Regions from separate parts of the Mus musculus genome. Here regions 1, 2, 3, 4, 6 and 7 are each linked to region 5. Evidence: chromatin contacts called from public promoter capture Hi-C data. All regions are on one chromosome and are shown on one strand. The core of a region is the stretch at or near the end of the contact, and the rest is flanking DNA. Distances in the headings are between cores, read along the strand shown. Region 1 holds the start of Gfod2 (glucose-fructose oxidoreductase domain containing 2). Region 2 holds the start of Psmb10 (proteasome (prosome, macropain) subunit, beta type 10). Region 3 holds the start of Nrn1l (neuritin 1-like). Region 4 holds the start of Nutf2 (nuclear transport factor 2). Region 5 holds the start of Pdf (peptide deformylase (mitochondrial)). Region 6 holds the start of Slc12a4 (solute carrier family 12, member 4). Region 7 holds the start of Ddx28 (DEAD box helicase 28).

Region 1 (2,700 bases), core at 53-2,552, 1.3 Mb before region 5:
ACTCAAAGACAATCATCTTCTCTTTACCACTTCATATCATACGGGCTGTTTCTTTCAACTGAATGGTCTTCCATTAAGAAGTCTTTGTGCGCGGGCAGTGGTGGCACACGCCTTTAATCTCAGCACTCAGGAGGCAGAGGCAGGTGGATTTCTGAGTTCGAGGCCAGCCTGGTCTACAGAGTGAGTTCCAGGACAGCCCGGGCTACACAGAGAAACCCTGTCTCGAGGGGGGAAAAAATAAAAAAGTCTTTGTGGCCACAAATCATAAAGTTAGTGCTGCGGCCGGTTTTCATTTCTTTCTCATGTACTCTTTACTTAGCAGGACACTGGGAGCAAGGAACATAAGTGTAAGATAACTTCCTTGCTGTCTATCCAACGCAATTTTATACCTTTACATTTCCGTCCTGTTCTTTAGATTCTGAGGCAGTCCGGAAGGCAAACTGTCCTCATGGCCATTCACCAATGCCCATCTCTCCAGGCATGTCTTTCCTCACCAGGGCTGTAATAAAGCCCTGACAGAAACACCTCATCTCATCTTTTGTTTCCACAAGTCCATCCGTTTGTTTGTTTGTTTGTTTCCTGAGCTACAAAAGCAGGCCATGGCCAACCAGGCACTCAGGCAGGGCTGGCAGGGTAAATCAAATGCTTCTAGGATGTTCCTTTTTCAAGCTTTTACCTGAACACCAGTTTCTTACATACTTTCTGCCTCAAGTGCAATCTCATTTTTCAATAGCTAGTAAGGCGACGAGTCCTTTGTCTGAAGTGTCCACACCTCACAAATCCTCATCCACAAAGCGCCCATCCTCACTCAGGTAATGGGGTGATCTGCTCCGCAATGGGCGGGGTAGCCTAGGGTTTCACATCTTTATGGGGATGGGTTAGGTTCAAGCAAGATCCTTACAGGATCCAAAATTCTGCGTCCGAATGTAGCAGGTCCCATCTCCGAGGTGGAGAAAACGAACCTCGGAGCGACCTCGTACTCAATGCCGTGCACACACTGGCATTTAGCACAGCCCTCCTCCAGCCAGGGCCCCCGCGTATACTCGCTTCCAACCTCCGGAGCCGGGCGGCGGCAGAGGCCGGGCCAGCGCCCGCTCCCGGCCGCGCCATGCCCTCTTTCACCCTCGCCCGCCGCCGGCTGCCTCTCACCTGGCATGCTGGCATTGCCCGCCCAGAGCTGCACGAGAGACCATGGATCCGGAGGGGTTTCCGAGGCCGTCCGCCTGCCCTGAGGGAGGCTAGTGCGGATGCGCGCGCGCCGGAATCCAAAGCACCGATACCGGGAACACGCCGCCTGGTTTCTAAGGAACAGGGGTCTCTGGTACGGAGGGGCGGGGCGGCAGGAGGACAGCGCATGCTCAGTGATGGGAGGTGGACCCGCGGGAGGCGGGGCCGGGATGAAGAGCTGCGCATGCTCGCGCCTTGGGGGTGGTGCTTGGGAAACCTTCAGGGAGCCTATTGCTGTCAAGTTTTCGGTGGTAGATGTGTTGATGGTAGCTGTGCTTCCAGCTTCGGGCGCTCTCAGATTTGCCAACCGGCCTCAAGAATGTAGATAGATGCTTTAGAGTGTTTCCTGGAATGAAGGTCTCGACAACGACCTATGTAGAAGCACAGGTATCTCCAACTGGTCGGATTTCTTTTTTGTTCGTTTTTTTTTTTTTTTTTTTTTAGTTTGTTTGTTTGTTTTTTGTTTTTTTTTCGAGACAGTGTTTCTCTGTATAGCCCTGGCTGTCCTGGAACTCACTTGTAGACCAGGCTAGCCTCGAACTCAGAAATCCGCCTGCCTCTGCCTCTTCCTCTGCCTCCCAAGTGCTGGGATTAAAGGTGTGCGCCACCATGCCGGGCCTGGTCAGATTTCTTGACAGGAAAGATTGGCTTTCGTGTTTGCTCAGGTGTCTGGTCTCTTTCTCTGGGTGTTCTTTAGTTGTTCTTTAAACGTCGTTTCTCTTTTAGGCTGTAATCTGAAGTTCCCCTGACCTCCTTATGGAGCCTGTGTTCTCCCAGGGAAATACATCTTGTAATGAGGTCAGCCTTAGTTTTACAGTGAAGCCGGTTGACTTCAGTGTGAAATTGGCTCTGTAGAATGTGACTGGGTTGGTTTTTTGTTTATGTATGTGTGTGGGAAGACTCTCTTGGTTACTTCTTAGTTGCAAAAAGGGAGGCTCCCAGTCCTCATCCCACAGCAAGCTGGAGAGATAGACTATGCCTGCTGACCTGAGGGGGTTCTGTGACCCTTTATCAGTTGTAGGACTTGCCACCATTACCACTTTGTCTCTACCCCTGGCAACTTCCAGAGTGAAACAAAATCTTAACTTTGAATCCTCTTCTTCAAATGGGCCTTTGTCTCCTGTCCATTGGAGACAAAGGATCAGAGTTAAAAATAAAAAGTGGATGTGCTGGGCTGGAGAGGTGGCTCAGTGGTTAAGAACACTGACTGCTCTTGCAGAAGACCAGGGTTCAGTTCCCAGCAACCACATGGTGGCTCACAGCCATCTGTAATGGGATCTGATACACTCTTCTGGTGTGTCTGAAGACAACAACAATGTACTTGTATAAATAAAAATATCTTTTTTAAAAATTGGATGTACTTTTTTTTATTTCTTGACCATGGTAATTCTTAGATCAAGGTTTTTCAGTAGGGATACTACTGTCATTTGAAGCATGATAGTTTTTTGTTGGCTAGAGCCTTTTGCTATAGGA
Region 2 (2,700 bases), core at 22-2,521, 1.1 Mb before region 5:
TTCTTCCGGTCTCCCTGCAGGTCGCAGCCCCGCTCCCCCCCACTCCACGTCCCGCCTCCTGTCAACTCCACCCACCTGCAGATACCCCGTTTAGGGGTCATCTTAGCCCCACTTGCTCACCGGAAAAGCGTCTGGCGCAGGATACGGGTGACCGTGGCCACCCGAGGCTCACGGCCGGTGGACAGCGCATGTAGTTCCATCTTGGAAGCTGCCATCCGCGTAGTCATCTCAGTGTCCGCAGCTACTCCAGCCCCACAGCAGCTAAGGGACAAAGGGATGGTGGATGTGGACAGGGACGTGCAGGGACAAAGTAGGGAGTGAGCGACAGTGCAGCTTATGTTTGAATATGGGGACTGGTCCGGGGCATACTGACTAGATTTTAGGGGCGATGAAGTGGATCTTCTCGCAGCTTTTGTCCGCCACAACCGAATCGTTAGTGGCCCGCGTGTCCGCTCCCAGGATGACTCCATCCTGCAGAGGCAGAGCCCAGCCTTAATGCCCACCTGATCTCCGCAGTGGCTGCCCTTCTAGCCCTCCAGCCCTTATCACCCCGCTTACTCGGAACACAAGCCCCGCGATGGTAGTCCCGGTCTTGCGTGCATGAGGAACCCGAAGTCCCGGAAGGACGTGTTCCAAGGACGCATTCCTGGAAACATTGGGGTGACTCGCGTTTCAGTTCTGCATCAAGGGAGGGTCCCTGAACCGGTCCCCAAACCCATTTCTACTCATCTCCTGGCTTAAGCCCCTACTTGGTCACCCAACATAGGGTTCCCCCACTCCACCAATAAAACAAGGCACCAGCAGTTCGTGACTAGAACTCCACTCCCCTTTCACCTCTGGCAGTTCTCGAAAGAGAAGCCTCCTGTGGGTTCCACTGCCTGCTTCAGCATCTCGCAGGAAGGCCAAGTGAGAATGCGGGGGTCTCGATGAGTGGATCAGCCAGGGGGAGCAGAGGCGTCTGTCCTGGCTTCTGTGGGGTTTTTCCGGACGCTTCCTACTTTCGCTTTCACCCCCACCCTAGTTCAGAGGCTGTTGGCTGCTGTGTGCATCTTCTCTTTCACTTTCGTCTTTGCTGCTAGTCCCAGATAACTTGAGGAAGGGGCTATTACACTCCTTGCCAGACCTATGGTGCGCCTTAGATCCTCCATTCCCATCTCTGCTGACACCCCCTGAGCACTGCAGGCACATACATGTATTCAGGTAAAACACTCACACACATAACCCCTTAAAAGTAAGTAGAAATGAAGCCCTTGCAGGCTTAGTTATGTGTGTGAGTGAATGTGGTATGTGCATGCCACATGCCCACCAAGGTCAGAAGAGGGCATCAGATTCCCTGGAACTGAAGTTACAGATGATCATGAGCCACCATGTGGGCGTGCCACCACGTGGGCGTTGGGAACCAAACTCAGGTCCTCTCCAAGTGCAAAAAAATGCTCTTAACTTCTGAGTGCTTGCTCTCTCTCTCTCTCTAATGTCTCACATTAAATCTTCTTTAGATGAACTGTCTTTTCTTCAGATCCTAAACTTTTTTTTTGGGGGGGGGGGGCGCTTGAAAAACTGTTTTTCAGTGTAGTTGAGTGTAGCCCTGTCTGCCCTGGAATAAGCTCTGTAGACAAGGTTGGCCTGGATGAGAAGATTAAAGGCATGTGTACCACCACGTGGCCCTAATTTTTTAATTTTTTTATGGCTTATTTTATGTGCGTTGGTGTTTTGCCTGCATGTCTGTGTGAGGTGTCAGCTCCCCTAAAACTGGAGTTACAGACACTTGTGAGCAGCCATGTGGGTGCTGGGTATTGAACCAGGGTCCTCTGGAAAAACAGCTTCTTTCAACAGACGCTGAGCCATCTCTCTAGCCCCATTTATTTGTTTGTTTTTTCGAGACAGGTTTTCTCTGTATAGCTCCGGCTGTCATGGAATCCAAGTTCTTACATTAACAATCCCCAGCCCCAATATCTTAAATTCTATTTATTTGTTTGTGTTTTGGGGACAGAATCTCTGTGGTCTTGGCTGTCCTGGAACTGTGTGTATCAGAGTGGCCTACAGAGATCTGCCTGCCTCTGCCTCCCAAGTGTTGAGTTGAAGGCGTGCACCACCATGCTTTATTATAAATTTCTGTATCCAACCAGAACTCAAAAGTCGACTTCAAATCCTATTTCTCTGTGTCCCCATTCTAACAGCCATATACCCAGATCTGAATATTGTCCTGGGCCCCTAAGAAGGAAGCCACAGAGCAAGCTTCCTGAGCAGCTCAACTAGGACAATGAAAATCTATTTACATATCTCAAAGTCAGTCCAGTCTGGGGCCTTAGCAAAGCCCACTGAACCCCGTGTTCCCCTAAGCCCAGATCAAGCATGCATCAGCCAGGTGATGCAGGTTATCTAAGGAACCTAGTAGTGCCTTCCCCTTAACCCATAACAAACACCCTGCACTTATTTATAACAGCTAGGTCTTTATTCAGGGGGTGGGGGACTTGGGCTGGCAGCTGGCGACTTAGGAGTGCGGTAGGCACCCAGTAGGATGGCATTGATATGCTCCAGTGTCTTATTGCTGAAGACCATGTTGAGGTGATCTGTCTCGTTCATGGGCAGCAAATGTACGGGCTGCGACTGGCGGCCCTGCCACTGGCCACAGAGCTCAGTGCTGCGGGTGGCTACGGTGTCGTCCCCATCTTCATAGAGTGCAGCCACGGGGTCTTTGTA
Region 3 (2,999 bases), core at 149-2,648, 1.2 Mb before region 5:
TAATAAATAGATCTTTAAAAAAAGAAAGAAAGAAAGAAAGAAAGCCTCCCATCCTGGTACTGGGGATGAATTAGCATGCTGTCTCATTCTCCTCCCAGGCACTGACTGCTGCTGATCTCAATCTGGTGCTGTATGTGTGTGAAACTGTCGACCCAGCCCAGGTTTTTGGGCAGCCGCCCTGTCCACTATCCCAGCCTGTTCTCCTTTCCCTAATCCAGCAGCTAGCATCTGACCTTGGAACTAGAAGTGACCTCAAGCTCAGGTGAGTGGGGCAGTCAGGGACCAGACGATGAGTTAGAGGTAGGGATAGAGAACAGTTCATAGCAGACACCCACTCTTGCCTGACTCCCACCCCCTAGCTTTTCTACCTATATTCTCCACCCATTCCCATATGAGGCTTAGAAAGATTCTTTATCATTGTTCCTCTGGGCTTCAGTGCCACCAGGGGGCACTCCTTTCTGCTGCATCCACCTATACCCTGCCTTTCTCCCCTATCCCCAGCTACTTGGAAGAAGCTGTGATGCACCTGGACCACAGCGATCCCATCACTCGAGACCACATGGGCTCTGTCATGGCTCAGGTGCGCCAGAAGCTCTTCCAGTTCCTGCAGGCTGATCCACACAACTCACTTAGCAAAGCTGCCCGCCGCCTCAGCCTAATGTTACACGGCCTTGTGACCCCTAGCCTCCCTTAGCCATTTAAAGAGGGATGAGGTGATGCTGAAGGCCAGTTGGCAGGTTTAGGTCAAGGCAGGGCCATGTCTGCTGTTTCCCTGCTCAGGCCTTCCTCTCTGGTGTGTGGAGGGAGGTATGCAGCAGGGCTCACGGGCAGTGCTCTACTGATTGTGGTAACCAGCAGGGTCAGGCGGGCCCAGGGCACGTAGTGTGCCTTCTTGGGTCCTACCATGCCTGAAGCGTGACCCCAAGATCGTGACACCACTTGAGTTGAATTTTCCATGTTCCTTTTTACCTATAATTTGGATCTTTTTGTTTTTGAAAAACATTGAGAAATGCAATTAAAGGCTTTTGGAATAAAAGAAAGTATGTGTGTGATTTTAGTTTGTCTTTGATGTGACTATTCTTTCCTCCCTTTGGGGAAGTCTGTCCAAACCAATCTACTCTGGGGTCCCCTGGCACTCATTCTCATCTGATAAACTTCCTACTCACACCTCCCTGTCCAATTCAGGCAACACGGCCTAGAGCCAGCTCAGCATCATCTTGCCTCCTCTCTGGGCAGTTTTGCCCTCTGGGGTCCTCCTCTTCTCTGCCTAGCTGGATGCTGGAGGCGGGGCTGACAGCTGGGATGATGCTCCGCCTCCAGGCCCCATCCAATCAGAATCCCTTCCTCTGTGGGCTGGGTCCACAGGCAGCTCTCCAAGCCTCTCGCTCCTGCACTAGGCTTACAGCCAGGGATGATGTGCAACTGCTGCCACTGCCACTGGCGCCGCCGCTGTCAGCGGCTACCCTGTGCCCTGACGCTGTTGCTGCTACTACCACTCGGTGAGTGTGAGCGTCCTGGGCCCAGGCTGCAAACCCTCTCAGAGGTCCTAGCCAGACTGGGTGTAGGGTATGGGAGCAAAGGAGTTGGAGATGAGCAGTGAGGGCTCTGGGAGCATGCGATAGTGGCTTCAGGATGGAAAGTACAGTGCAAACACCTCAGCTGTCGGGGGAGAACTTTTAAATCCTGTAGCCCTCTTCTGACAAAGGGAGTCTGGCCCCCAGTAGAGCTCAAGCCATGGATCTCTGATCTTAGAGTGACTGGCTTTGATCCCCACCCAGCCCAGTCAGTTTCAGCCGACACACTTGTCTTTAGGGAGGCAATCAAAGTGCCAGGTGGAGCTCATGAAGACTACAGGAAGACTGCCTTCTGCCCACGACCTCCTGCTTCCAGACCCTCTACCCCTGAATCTGTCTCTGACCTAGAGTCCCAGGAACTAGAGAAGGAGCTAAGCTCTGGGACCCAACACCCGCTTTCTGTTCCCACATCACACCTCCATGTGCATCACAGTCCAAAGCCTATCTTGAGAGTTAAGCCAAGTGATCTCCAGCTACCCTGAAGTTCCCCGGGGGGCACCTCTTTCACGCTGAGTCACGTCCCCAGAGCAGCATCCGGTAAACAAGCTCCTGACAAATGGACTCTAGCTCACTCTATTAACCATTCTCCATCCCCAACCCACTCCTAATCTCTACCCACCCAGCAGTGGCCTCTGAGGGCCCAAACCGCTGTGATACCATATACCAAGGCTTTGCTGAATGTCTCATCCGCCTGGGGGATGGCATGGGTCGAGGAGGCGAGCTACAGACTGTCTGCAGGTACCGGCAGGTGGGAGGCGATGGGTAGGTCGGTGGGAAGCACCAACCCAATCTATGCTACTGCACCACCACCCCAGGGCCCCGAGTCTCTTCCCAGTCCAAATCGTTGTGCTCTAACCCCCCTAACCCCATTCTGTAACAGATCCTGGAATGACTTCCACGCCTGTGCCTCTCGGGTCCTGTCAGGCTGCCCAGAGGAGGCGGCTGCAGTGTGGGAGTCACTGCAGCAAGAAGCTCGCCGCGCCCCACACCCAGATAATTTGCACATCCTCTGTGGCGCTCCTGTGAGTGTTCGGGAGCGGATTGCTGGCCCAGAGACCAACCAGGAGACACTACGGGCCACAGCTCCTGCACTGGCTCCAGCTCCAGCCCCTGTGTTGCTCGCCGCCGCTCTAGCGCTTGCCTGCCTCCTGGGGCCTCTGGCCTAAACAGTCTGGTTGGCCAGCCAACAGTGCCCTTGCCTCCCATCACTGCATGCAGTGGCTGCCATGTGAGCTCTGCAGTATGCACACTTTTCATTAAAGGTATTTATATTTGCACCAAGTTGGTTCCTTTCTCCTGGCTGTGGCCCTCTTGACTAAAGCAAGGAACCCCAGGAAATTATCTCAGCATGGAATGTGTGTGCCTCAGAACCTCCACAAGGGACTCAATCATCCTCACAAACATTCATTTTGTGATGGCGGTATT
Region 4 (2,980 bases), core at 40-2,539, 1.2 Mb before region 5:
GACCAAGCAAAGTGGTCTGGATAGACAGAGGATTTTTTTTCTCTTTTTTTTTTTTTTTTGGTTTGTTTTGTTTTTCGAGACAGGGTTTCTCTGTCTCCTGGAAGTCCTGGAGCTCACTCTTTAGACCAGGCTGGCCTTGAACTCAGAAATCTGCTGTCTCTGCCTCCCAAGTGCAGAGATTAAAGGCACGTGCCACCACTGCCCAGTTTAGACAGGGGCTTTAATCAAGAAGCTTAGCCTGGTTTTATCAGTCATCTCCAGGAGGTGGGGTGAGGCTAAGAGGGCAAAACAGAAGTATTAAAGAGTCTTCTGACTAGGAAGATAGGGGTGTTTGCAGCCATTTTCCTTTTCTGTGGTTCTGTGGGTTGGTAGCAGAGCCATTTGCCCAGCACAGGCGGGACGGAGAGGCGTTACTTCAAATATTTGTGTCACCCAGGAAACTGAAAAGGATATTGAAAGTAAAGGGGAAGGGGTGGGAAGATTATTTACAGTCTGGCCATTTAGGAAAATTACGTTTCGCCAGTTATCTTTCAATAAAAATTAAAGTTGGAAGGTGAGCTGGCTCCGTGGGTCGCTAAACCTGAGAGAATCTGATTTCAAGGCCCCCATGGTGGAAGAACTGACTCCAGAAAGCTGCTTCTCTCCTCCACACCCATGTCGTGGCTCATCCCTCCTCAACACAAATAAACAAACAAAAATAGTTGCCCTGTCTGCTCCAACAAAACAAGTAAACCTGGAAATCAAAAAAAGAAAACCCTCACGATTCTGTTTTTAAAAATACCTCTCTGTACACGTGAGGTTAACCTCTCCAACTATGGGCCCACCTTAGATGAGTGTTTAGAGTTTCAATAAAAACCTAGTTACCTTCCAACCAACTTTGGGATAAGTGGCTTCCTCTGAGACACAGCTAACTCATTGAACAAGAGAGGAGTGGGTTTCGCCCCCGTGGGTTGATGCTAGAGGAGCAGAGCTGGTAGCCAGGGCGCCTAAAGGGAGTAGGCTTTGGACTAGGGGCCTAGGGAGGGGCTGCTGGGACAAGCCAGCCAGCTCCAAGCTAAACCAGGCTCCCATGGAGGCGGGGTCAGGCTCCATAGGCCACATACACTTAGGCGGGGCCAAGCCAGCTGGGACCCAGCTACAACCGAGACCTGATCCTTGCCTGGCGCCAACTCCGTGTTCCAGAGGCTTCCGCTAGACCACAATTCTCAGGGGCTCACCCGGACCGCCTCCCTCCCTAACTTAGCCTCTCCTCCCGCGCTGCGAGCCGTGGCTGCGCCTCTGCGAATGGCATTCTGGGAAATGTAGTTCTAGCTAAGCTCACTAAGGCGTATAAGGAGCATACTGGGACTACGTTTCCCTGAGTGCAGCGGGACGGGCGAGGGAAGGCAAGGGGGAAGGGACAGTCGGTCGCAGACCGCGCTGGGTTGCCGCCGCCGCTGCCGCCATCGTGCCAGCCCCACGGGTGAGTGTTGGGGCCAGCGCTCCGGGGCGGGGGCTGGGCCGCAGGAGCCGCGCTCTAGGCCGCCGGGAGCTTCTGCTTCGAGGCCCTGGGAGGCCCCTCCCCTCTTCACACCCCCACGGCGGCCCGAAGAGGCACGGGGCCCGCACCATGTGTCGCGCGCGGCTCCGCCTACCGCGGATTGTCTGCGGCCGCGGCCCGGGGAATGCTGAGAGCCTGATGGACGGCTGTCCGGGCCACCCTGTGTCTTGGCTGATGGCCAGATCTTTTTCTTTTGTCCGGACGATCAGGATAGCTCTCAGGGCCCGGCCCTGTGTGGCCTTGCCTGGCTTGCTCGAATCCTGCAACCTCTGCAGGCAGGTTGGCGGGCCGATCCCAGACCCACGTCCCACCACCCGCCGGCGAAGATCCGGGGATGGGCAACGCCACCCAGCTCGCTCCAGAGCCAGCATGGGTAAGGGTGGCCCTCCTGCCGCTGCTGGGGCTTGGGACCATTGCCCGGTTCCAAACCATAGCCCGGCTAGGATGTAGGTGAACGCTTCTCTGCTTGATTGCCTGCTGGGAGTGCACGAAACTTAACCTCTACCTCGGTAGAACCGGTGCTGCAGTGTCCAGCATGGAGGACAAGGGCAGGGATTCTGGGGTGGGAGGGGATGCCTCGTGGGACTTTACCTCTAGCTAGTCCTGGAAAATAAGGACCTAGTATCTTTGGAGAGGCAGCTCCAATCTTATCCATGACTAGACTCCAGCTCTGGGGTGGGTTGTGTGAGCCTCCAGTGTTTTTGTTAGATTTCTCAGTCAGGGCCCAATTCTAAAGTACGTTAGAACCTCCTAGAGTTAGCAGGAAGATGACTCCTTACTGAAGTGATGAGGTCGGATTTAATTCATGAAGAAATGGACTCCATGCTTGAGGTTTTTGAGCCCAGAGAAGGTGGAAGGGGCCTTGTGCCTATGGCACTGGCTTAGACTGTTTTTGCCTTTTGAAGTTGTTTTGTAGATCTAGAACTAGAAGTCACGATGTCTGCTTTCTCTTCACGTGTGCTAGGGCTGCCTGTGAACAGTCAAGAAGCTGGATGGGTCTAGAGAAAGTACCTTAGCAATGGCACCTCAGGTCATCCATCACCTTGAATTCCTGGAGATGTAGTGTATTTGACTAGTTACTAGTAGGCAGGCTTTGAGAATGCACTTCTGTTTTGAGTGATGATTAGGAACTAGTGGAGAAAAGCTCCCAGGACTTGGCAGAAAGCATCTCTTGTCAGGTTGAATTCTCTGGTCTGTTGCTGGCTTCTGTGTCACAGTTCTTAAAAGGCCTAAGAGGTCCCAGAGACCTGGGCAAGCAGAGTGCCCAGTCTCTTAGGATGACTGACTTAGGGCCAGAAAGCTGAAAGCCACTATCTTTAGCGCCCCCTGCTCCCTGAATATTTCCTCAGTACTGTTGCTCTGGCTTTCACTTGATTTTTTTTTTCCCCCTCCAGTACAGTTCTCTGTCCAGTCATTCTCCCTAGTCAAAGGCCACAAGCA
Region 5 (3,028 bases), core at 211-2,710:
CCACTGTCCATTTTGTCGATGAACAAGCAGCCCTGCAAGTGATCCATCTCATGCTGGATGATTCGAGCTGTCCAACCACTTGCCGACCACACCACTGGCTCTCCTTTTGGGTCCAGTCCTGCAAAGGAAGTTACAGGCTCGATGAGGTGAGGCTTTGCTGAACTCATGCCCAACCTCCTGTCCCTACTTTGTTTCCTGCCCTGGCCATGCCTATTTATATCCTATCTACAGAGGCAGCATCCAAGAGTGAATGTGGATAACAGCTCTTATCCCTCCTAGAAAGGGTACCCCAATTTTGTCCAGTGCCGACTTTTTACTCAGCGTGATTCCCAGCACTACTACAGGGCAAGGATAAGAAATCAAAACTCTTTTCAAGGGCTGTTTATCAAAGGTATTTCATGCCAGGCATGGTGGCACACACCTTTTAATCCCAGCACTCAGGAGGTAGAGGCAGGCGGATTTCTGAGTTCGAGGTCTACAAAGTGAGTTCCAGGACAGCCAGGGCTATACAGAGAAACCCTGTCTCGACCCCCCCCCCCCAAAAGAAAGGTATTTCAGCTTGGCACTGTAGCAAATAACCATATTACATAAAACAATGTGAATGTGAAGCATGGAATGGTTTGTTGCCCTAGTCTGGGTAAATCTGGGTCCCACTTTCTTACACAAGCCCCACCACGATAAACTGGGAAAATCGTGTGTGCAATACAGACACACTTACATGGGAATCTATATACCTACTCATGAGAAAGGGGAAAGACAGGCTCCATATCTAAGGAATCACCCTGCAACCCATCTAGGCGGGCCTGACCTGCTCTTCAGGAGTTCAGTTGGCTCCCGAGTGCCGCTGTGTCTGCACTGTCTCTAGCCAGAGAGAGCAAGACCACCCCGCTGCCCACGTCCCCTGCACCTGAGATCTGCACGGCTTGGAAGCGAGGCACACACGCCAGAAAGCCGGCGACACTCTCGCAGCCCTCGGGGAAGGTGACCAAGCGGCTGTCCAACACTCTCAGACTGGGGTTCACCAGCACCCGAAGTGGGAAGGGTTCCATCTGACGCAGTTCGCGCAGGCGCGGTGAGAAGGCTCGGAGGAGCTTGTCCGGGAACTCGAGCGCCAACACTTGCAGCGGCACCCCGAGCTGCGGCGCACTAAGGCCCACACAGCCACGCCGTCGCATTACCTGCACCATCCGCCCCACCAGCCGCTGCAGCTCCGGCCCCGCTAGCTGCTCGGGTTCCACCGGGGCCGCCACGACGCGCAGCACCGGGTCCCCGACCTGGCACACGTGCGCGTATGGCGGCTGCGGCGCGCCACATACAAGGCGCCTGAGGTACCGCCAGTAGGAGCGCGTGCGCGCCGGGCCCTCCAAGGCGGCCAAGGAGCTGCACCTCTGCGCCCGGCTCCCCGGAACCCACGCCGGCCGCGGCAGCCTGCCCAGCAGCAACATGGCGCGGGGAGACGCCGCGGCCCTTCCTTCCGCTAGCGCCAAAGACGCCGGGAAGCGTAGTTCCCGTGTAACTTCCGGACGCCCATCGTCGGGAACAGCAGGCGAGTGGCGACAGTTGTCGGTTTTATTAAAGCTGCAAATACCACAGGGCCCGCGCTATCCTGGGCAAAGCAACTGCACACACCTTCCCGCTGCAGAAGCGCGTACCCTCAGGGCTGCTCCCCAGGCTGCGGGCAGGGGACACTGCCTATGGCTCCTCCCTCACTCGGTGGCTCGGCTGGCAGCGGCTCCCCCTCCATGGGCTCCTGAGGCAGCGGCTCCCCTGGTTCCCTCTTCTCTGTTACAGGCTCCATGCTCCGCTGCTCCGCAGGGAGCTCTGGAGCTGGGGCCACGAGGTCCGGCCCCAGCTCCTGCTCATCTAAACAGAAAACTGTTTCTCTCTTAGGCAAAATAAAGGCGAGAGGTTCCTGGATGGCGCTGATGTTCACGTGTCCAAGGTTTCCGTGCTTAGAGAGCTGGGTGGGTGAAATGCCTGACCCAGATGGTAGGGAAAAAGAAATGAAAAAGAAAAAAAAAGTTATTAAATTCAATGCAGAGATCTCAGGGATGGTGTGGGGCAGGGGAGGGGACACTCAGAGAAAAGATTTAACACAATTACATATTTCAATACAACAAGAACATCTTTTTGGGTTTTTTGTTTTTTTGAGACCTGGCTATGCTGGAACTCTATAGACCAGGCTGGTCTCTTATCTCACAGAGATCGTCCTGCCTCTGCCTCCCAAATGCTGGTATTAAAGTTGTGCCAGGCTAAGGGCATCTCTGTAATACAAAAGGACAGTTAGTTATATTGGAGCCCCATTGTAAGGGTGGATGGAGCCTGAGCCAGGAGACACTCAGTAAATACTGGAGTCCAGGCACAGATCCCAGCTATTTGGGAGGCAGAGGCAGGAGGATCTCTGAGTTCAAGGCCAGTTGGGTATACCAAGTTAGTTCCAGGGTAGCCAGTGCTATATACTGAGATCCTGTCTAGTGTCAAACCAAAAACAAGGGCTACAGACATGGCTCAGTGGTTAAGTACTCTTCCAGAGGTCCTGAGTTCAATCCCCAACAACGTGGCTCACAACCATCTGTAATGGGATCTGACGCCCTCTTCTGACATACACGCAGGTGTGCATTCAGATAGAGCACTCACATAAAATCTTTAAAAAGACAAAACGAAAACAACAATGATAAAAGCCAGGCTGTGGTGAAGAACACCTTTAATCCCAGCACTCAGGAGATTTACAGAGTTCCAGGACAGCCAGAGTTTCACAGAGGAACCCCTGAAGAGAAATCCCATATCAAAAAACCAACCAAACAAACAAACAAATTTTTTAAAAAATCTTTCCTTTTATCCTAGCTCTTGGGAGGCAGAGGCAGGCAGATTTCTGAGTTCAAGGCCAGCCTGGTCTACAAAGTGAGTTCCAGGACAGCCAGGGCTACACAGAGAAACCCTGTCTCAAAAAAAAAACAAAAAAAAAAACACAACTTTCCTTTTTCTTACCTAAAGTCTGGGCTATCTGAGCTGGTGGGAAAAGGACTTG
Region 6 (2,708 bases), core at 6-2,505, 1.1 Mb before region 5:
CCCCTCAAGCATGTCACCATCACAGACCTATCAGATAGCCTCCGATACCATCACCAGACACAACACACATTTCCTACACCTTTCTATCACGGTCAGCCTCAGACATCACAGGCATTTGTTATCATAGCACCAGGCTCATCACTGGCAGCCTTCCTGGAAACAGTAGCCATAAGGACGTCCTGACCTGACCCTGTGATACTCAGCGACACACGTGCATTTACACATGCCTGGACAGCTATACAGACAGACACATATAACCAGGACCGTTCCCATTCCAAGTGTGAGGAGCCTCCGTGGGTGGAAGATGGAGAGATGGGGCACTGGAAGGGAGAAAGGGTTTACCTCTATAACCAGCCCTGATACCTAGGTTAAGGCACTACATTCTCATATCCGGGTTTGAATCCCACTGGAACAAGTTACATAACTCTTCCCCACCGCCCTTCACTCCTTCCTAAGTGCGAGTAACAGAACCTGTCCCATGGGGGAGGTTGGGAGGATTAAAGCGAGTTGCTTCATGTACAGTGCCTAGACAAGCCTGGCCCCGTGTGACTGCTCCCTAGGTGTCCATGATACGCACAGATCTACGTAGACCAAGGCCAACACAGGCTCTTCAGCGAGCACACCCTTTGCTCCTACCGGGCCAGTGTGCAAGGAGGCAGGGGTAGGGAAAGGACAAGAGAGGGGCGGTGAGTCATAGAGGAAGAGAGGGTGACACTCAAGAGGATGGGGGCGATTCACAGAAAGTGAGGAAGCTACAATCCAGGCTTCCATTGGACCCAGACCCGTGGCGCGTTCGGCGCCAGCCTAAGCAAGGCAGCCCGTTACCCGGCCTCCCAAGGCGGCCACGTCTGCAGCCCCCGCCCGCGGCCCTCGGGGGAGGAGCTGGGAGTGGGTGGAGGACGACCTAGCCCGGGAGTCCCGGACCAAAAAGACTCATCGGTCTGAGCGCGCAAGGAGCAAGAAAAGTGGAGTCCTGCATGGACGTCTGCGCGCGCGGTCCGAAGGCGCGAGTCCCGTGTAGATGCCCCCCGTCCCGGCCACAGCCCCCGCCGGGCGCACCCTCACCGTCCGAGTCTTCCCGCTCGGCGCGCTCGCCGTAGTCCACCCAACTGAGCCCCTCGAGGTTGTCATAGTCGCCGCGTCGCGGCCCGTCCACCGGCACCACGGTGAAGTGAGGCATCGCGCGCGCTTGGCCCGCGGTCCCGGCCTCCAGCCGGCAGTCCCCGCCGCCCCAGGCTGGCCCGCCCCGCCCGCTCGCATTCCACCCCGCTGCGCTCACTTCCTCCACCCGCCCCCCGGGCCGCCCCTCGGGGGCGGGGAGCAGGAGGGGCTCGGGTCGGCTCCTCCCCGAGGGGGGATGAGAGGACCCCGGGAACGAAGTACTCTAGCTGCTGGAGGGTAGGGTTCCTGTGTGTCTTTGGGTAAGGGGTTGCCCTCTCTGAGCCCCAAATGCGATACTTAATAAAGTGAGGGAAAGTATTTTAACTTTTAGGGGTATTATGATGGTGAGACGGGGCGCAGGGTGCACTGGCTCTGTTCCCTGAATCTAATTAGCTCTCAGTCACTTTTTGTTATTTAGCGGGAAAGCTAGCAGGACCTGGTCAATGTCACAGTGACCACCCCAAACCTCCTCAAGTCTTTCATCACCCTCACATACATACTCTTCCATAGCGGGAAAGCTAGCAGGACCTGGTCAATGTCACAGTGACCACCCCAAACCTCCTCAAGTCTTTCATCACCCTCACATACATACTCTTCCATTACCATCATTTCTCTCTAACGCTTCTCCAGGACTTTGGTAGCCTACGGTCTCTCCCTCAGTTCTGCTCGCTGCAGCCTCTCCCTTAGCAGGTGGTTGAAGATCGTATGCCCTTCCTAGAGGAGTCCGCTCCCTCCTCGCTAGAGGTTACACCGGCCCATCCCTCATCGACACTTTGGGATAGCCCAGTTATCTCATTTGAACTTGCTCCTTCATAACCTCACCTCCTGGAGGTTCCTGCACCCGAGTCCTTTCCTTTCTTGGTGCTAACTTCTTTCACACTCAGATAACTTACCTAGTCGCCTTGACTTGAGAATTTTTATCTTTCTGAGTTGTTCTTTTGGCCTCTTCCCCCACCCCACCCCGCTTCCTTCCTATCAGAAAGCTCCAGGGCTCATCTTTCTGCTCTATCTCCATTCTTTCTCCCTTTCTGGTGTAGCCTTTAGAATTTGGGCTGACTCTAGAATCCGCGCCCTCTGCTGCCACCCGCCAGCCCCAACTGCCTGGGTGGGCCGCTCGGCTAGGACCTCCCTGAAGCAGCTCAACAACTAACCCTTCCCAGTCAGCTCTTCCGGGCTGCAATCGGCCTCCCTCTCTTTCTGGCACCTTTAACTGCTTTCCAGCTGTGCGCGCGTGCTCTCGGCTCTGCATCTCCTATCCTGCACTCTCTGTATAGAAGGCTCACTGGTTACAAGCTTTTGTTGTTCTTGCCCCAGACCCAAGTTCAGTCCCCAGCACCCACATCAGGTAGCTTATGACTGCATATGTCTCTAGCTCCAGGGGATCTGATGCCCTCCAGCTCCCTCAGACTGTACCAGGGTTCACACACACACACACACACACACACACATTTAAATTTACCTTTAAAATTGAAAAATAAACTGAGCAAGAAGAAATATAATACAAGCTATGAGTAATAAATATTCCAAAAAAAGATACAAGGTATAAC
Region 7 (3,033 bases), core at 244-2,743, 1.0 Mb before region 5:
GGGTAGGGGGGAAATCGTAATTGATAACCACTTCCACGTGGACACTGTCTAGGCCTCGGGAGGCGATGTCTGTGCAGACAAGTATGTTCTGGGAGCCCTTCTGGAAACTCTGGAAGATACCTGCCCTCATTGAGGCCGGCATTTGCCCTTGCAGCCTTAGATGTTGAATCTTGTGGTCATCCAGAATGTACCCAAGCCAGTTCACGGTGCTGGCGCTGTTGCAGAATACCAGGACAGTTCCCGAGGGTTCCGTCTTACTTGCTTTGTCCTGCTGTTTGAGGATCTGAACCAGTTCTGTCACCTTGTCTGCTCCCTTCAGTCTCATAAATGTCTGTCTGACATGAGGCATGAGACAGTGCAGCTTGGAGCTGGTAATGGTGGTCAGACTGTCTGGACTGGTGACTTTACTCAGTAACTGGTTTAGGCCTTCTGGAAACGTGGCTCCCACCAGCACTAACTGGGCTTTGGGATTAAAGGGGTCTTCTAACTCGGCTGGACTTTCTGCTATAGGGCTCTTTTCCAAGATGTAGTCCACCAGTTCCAGGAAGCTTTCATCTAGCAGTGTGTCTACTTCATCTAGCACTATGAAGTTAAGATGCTGTAAGCTGATCAGTTGACTTTTCAGAGCCTTCCACAGCGCCCCTGGAGTAGCCACTAACACATCGGCTGCCGGTCGTCTATACAGCTGAAGTTTGAGCCTACTCATCCCGAGGCCTCCGCCAAGTTCTATCACCTGCAGGCCCAAGTACCCACCCAGTGACTGGGCCACTGCCTGCACCTGTTCGGCTAGTTCTCGGGAAGGTACCAGAACCAAGCCTCGAGGAGCCGTGAAACTGCGGGAGTCCAGGTCTGACCCTCTCAGGAGCCGCTGAAATAGGGGCAGTAGGTAGCTAAGCGTCTTGCCACTGCCAGTTTCCGCAGCGCAAAGGAGGTGGCGGCCTCGAAGCAGTGGGGGGATGGTTTTCGACTGCACTGAGGTTGGCTGCACAACTTCGGGGACAGCCTCCTGAAGCGCCAGCAGCACTCGGGGTTCCAGACCCAGGTCCACGAAGCTGCCCCGGGACGAGAGGTTCCTCAGGGCGGGCGCCTCTTGCTGCACTCGCTCTATGGAGAAATGGTCTTGCCGCGATCGCCGATGCTTCCAGCCACGGGAAGCCAGTGGCGCTCGCTCCCAACGGCCCAGCGTGAGGCGTGCGGGCTGGTTCAACTCCGGCCGCCGCGCCGAGACCAGCAGGGGACCGGGGCGCACTAGCACTGGCCGCTGCAAACTCCCACGGCCGCTCTGTCGCTGTTCCTGCCGTCGCTGCAGAGCCCGCGGAACGCGCACCACTGGCAAGGACTGGTCGGAACCGCGCACCACTAGGTTCCGTCGAGGCTCCAGAAGCAACCGTACTGCTAACGCCAGCAGCCGCGATGGCCCGGCTAAAGCCATATTTCCCTTGATGCAGAAGAGGCGCGCGCTAATGACGTCAAGCACGCCACCGTAGTCTGGAGTACGGTGGCTGGCGCGGATCAGGGTGGCGTGTGGCGCTGCAGCACCGGCTGGAAGGAGGGAGGAGGATCCTTAAGAGTTCAGTGGCTGCGAGGTCTGTAGGTTTCCACCCGGCATGGCGATGTCCAGATTGGAGTCATCTTTGGGGAAGGGTACTCGGTGGAGGCAGGAATGGGAGTCCGCAGTAGGAGGGGGCCATGGGTCCCTGGCTCAAGGAATCGAGTGAGGATGGCCTCTGTCATTTGAGTGCTTAATTTCTGATAGTCTTAACTTGTGGTCTTCATTGCCTCGCTCAGTCATCCCATAGAACTCCAAAGGTACAAAGTTCGACGATGTTTTCGTAGATATGCAATCCACTCAAAGCCTGGGTGATGCAAGTTTGCTGAGACTGAATGAATGGTAGGCCAGGGGACTGAGACAGAAGTTGGGAGTCTGGGTTTAAGCTCAACCCAGTTCTTTAGTTTAGAACCCAGAGTGCATGCTGGTGGCCTTCAGCTTATTTCGTCTTTGAAGTTAGAGAGATGGTCTCCGTTCTTTCAGGTGTAGTTTCTCAGGTTTTTTTTTTTTACACTTTGACCCTACCTCTCCAGGCAAGTTTCACCCTCCTTTCCTTGTCGTCGCCCCCCCCCCCCCCCCATGCATCTCAGCCTGGACCCATCACTCTAGCGGTCTGCTCATAGCCACTGGCTTCTCAGGCAGATTCCGAATTGCCTGACTAGAAGTAGAAAGAAGGGTCCCGTTACCCTCCTGGAGTGATGAAACTTATCTCACATAGCACCGGTCAAGCAGACTACTTGACATGAATTTAGTGGTTCAGGTTATTAAACGTTTAATTTTTTTTTTTTACTTCATACTTTTTGAACATATCTGAAAAAATGGGCATCAAGTGTCTGGAGTGGGAGATAAGGTCAATGTTTGTGGATTGATTACCTGGGAGGTTCCTAACGTCTGGAGAAAGTGTTTTAATTTCATTCATGGGCTGGTGAGTTGGCTCAGTGGGTAAGAGCACCCGACCGCTCTTCCGAAGGTCCGGAGTTCAAATCCCAGCAACCACATGGTGGCTCACAACCATCTGTAACAAGATCTGACTCCCTCTTCTGGAGTGTCTGAAGACAGCTACAGTGTACTTACATATAATAAATAAATAAATCTAAAAAAAAAAAAAGTTTAATTTCATTCATTAGAGCTGGCCCTCCATATTTATAGGTGGACCTCTGTGGAATTTTCCACTGTAGAGTGAGAATATTCATGAAAAAAAATGTGTCTGTACTAAATATGTATAGACATTTTTCTTTAATGTTACTCCCTAACAATACAGTATAACAAGTATATACATCATGTTTATATTGCATTAGTCATAAGCAGTTTGCAGATGATTTAAATCATGTGGGAGAGCGTTGGGGCATAGCTTTGTGATAAAGTGCTTGCCTATTAGCGTTTGTGAAGTCCTGAATTCAATTCCCCCCTAAAATCAAAAGTACCTAGGAATTTTATGTAGGAGCTTGAGTATCCTCAGATTTTGGTATCTTTGAGGTTCCTAG

Evidence for each region. Promoter capture Hi-C pulls out the DNA fragments that hold promoters and counts their contacts.
Region 1: a contact with region 5 is called in a promoter capture Hi-C map of liver, with 4 times the contacts expected there. The contact joins the promoter of Gfod2 here to the promoter of Pdf in region 5. A contact is called at or near these places in 2 of 39 promoter capture datasets (liver and pre-B cells) and 1 of 9 other capture datasets (liver).
Region 2: a promoter capture Hi-C map of liver shows a contact between it and region 5, with 4 times the contacts expected there. The contact joins the promoter of Psmb10 here to the promoter of Pdf in region 5. A contact is called at or near these places in 6 of 39 promoter capture datasets (the SN4741 cell line, hippocampal neurons, liver and 2 more) and 2 of 9 other capture datasets (adipose tissue and liver).
Region 3: a contact with region 5 is called in a promoter capture Hi-C map of liver, with 5 times the contacts expected there. The contact joins the promoter of Nrn1l here to the promoter of Pdf in region 5.
Region 4: a contact with region 5 is called in a promoter capture Hi-C map of liver, with 4 times the contacts expected there. The contact joins the promoter of Nutf2 here to the promoter of Pdf in region 5. A contact is called at or near these places in 2 of 39 promoter capture datasets (cranial neural crest and liver), 2 of 115 datasets of contacts at active chromatin or transcription factors (astrocytes and large pre-B cells) and 2 of 9 other capture datasets (adipose tissue and pancreatic islet).
Region 6: a promoter capture Hi-C map of liver shows a contact between it and region 5, with 5 times the contacts expected there. The contact joins the promoter of Slc12a4 here to the promoter of Pdf in region 5. A contact is called at or near these places in 1 of 39 promoter capture datasets (liver) and 1 of 115 datasets of contacts at active chromatin or transcription factors (embryonic stem cells).
Region 7: a promoter capture Hi-C map of liver shows a contact between it and region 5, with 3 times the contacts expected there. The contact joins the promoter of Ddx28 here to the promoter of Pdf in region 5.

The regions. Positions count from the first base shown.
Region 1 is chr8:105,757,305-105,760,004 of GRCm38.p6, forward strand. Gfod2 (glucose-fructose oxidoreductase domain containing 2) reads right to left here and starts at 1,303. Exons shown (of 3, transcript NM_027469.5): 1 at 1,150-1,303.
Region 2 is chr8:105,937,121-105,939,820 of GRCm38.p6, forward strand. Psmb10 (proteasome (prosome, macropain) subunit, beta type 10) reads right to left here and starts at 1,272. Exons shown (of 8, transcript NM_013640.3): 1 at 835-1,272; 2 at 559-646; 3 at 374-471; 4 at 121-261. The coding sequence starts at 890. Lcat (lecithin cholesterol acyltransferase) reads right to left here. Exons shown (of 6, transcript NM_008490.2): 6 at 2,431-2,700. The coding sequence ends at 2,452.
Region 3 is chr8:105,892,169-105,895,167 of GRCm38.p6, forward strand. It overlaps Nrn1l (neuritin 1-like), which reads left to right and starts at 1,399. Exons shown (of 3, transcript NM_175024.4): 1 at 1,399-1,499; 2 at 2,198-2,312; 3 at 2,455-2,855. The coding sequence starts at 1,412. The coding sequence ends at 2,740. It overlaps Edc4 (enhancer of mRNA decapping 4), which reads left to right. Exons shown (of 29, transcript NM_001301100.1): 28 at 99-262; 29 at 502-1,057. The coding sequence ends at 694.
Region 4 is chr8:105,859,244-105,862,223 of GRCm38.p6, forward strand. Nutf2 (nuclear transport factor 2) reads left to right here and starts at 1,290. Exons shown (of 5, transcript NM_026532.4): 1 at 1,290-1,462.
Region 5 is chr8:107,047,154-107,050,181 of GRCm38.p6, forward strand. Pdf (peptide deformylase (mitochondrial)) reads right to left here and starts at 1,461. Exons shown (of 2, transcript NM_026513.2): 1 at 908-1,461; 2 at 1-118. The coding sequence starts at 1,445. It overlaps Cog8 (component of oligomeric golgi complex 8), which reads right to left. Exons shown (of 5, transcript NM_139229.4): 4 at 2,989-3,028; 5 at 1,556-1,977. The coding sequence ends at 1,655.
Region 6 is chr8:105,964,860-105,967,567 of GRCm38.p6, forward strand. It overlaps Slc12a4 (solute carrier family 12, member 4), which reads right to left and starts at 1,256. Exons shown (of 24, transcript NM_009195.3): 1 at 1,066-1,256. The coding sequence starts at 1,180.
Region 7 is chr8:106,009,993-106,013,025 of GRCm38.p6, forward strand. It overlaps Ddx28 (DEAD box helicase 28), which reads right to left and starts at 1,494. Exons shown (of 1, transcript NM_028038.3): 1 at 1-1,494. The coding sequence starts at 1,432. Dus2 (dihydrouridine synthase 2) reads left to right here and starts at 1,486. Exons shown (of 16, transcript NM_025518.4): 1 at 1,486-1,586.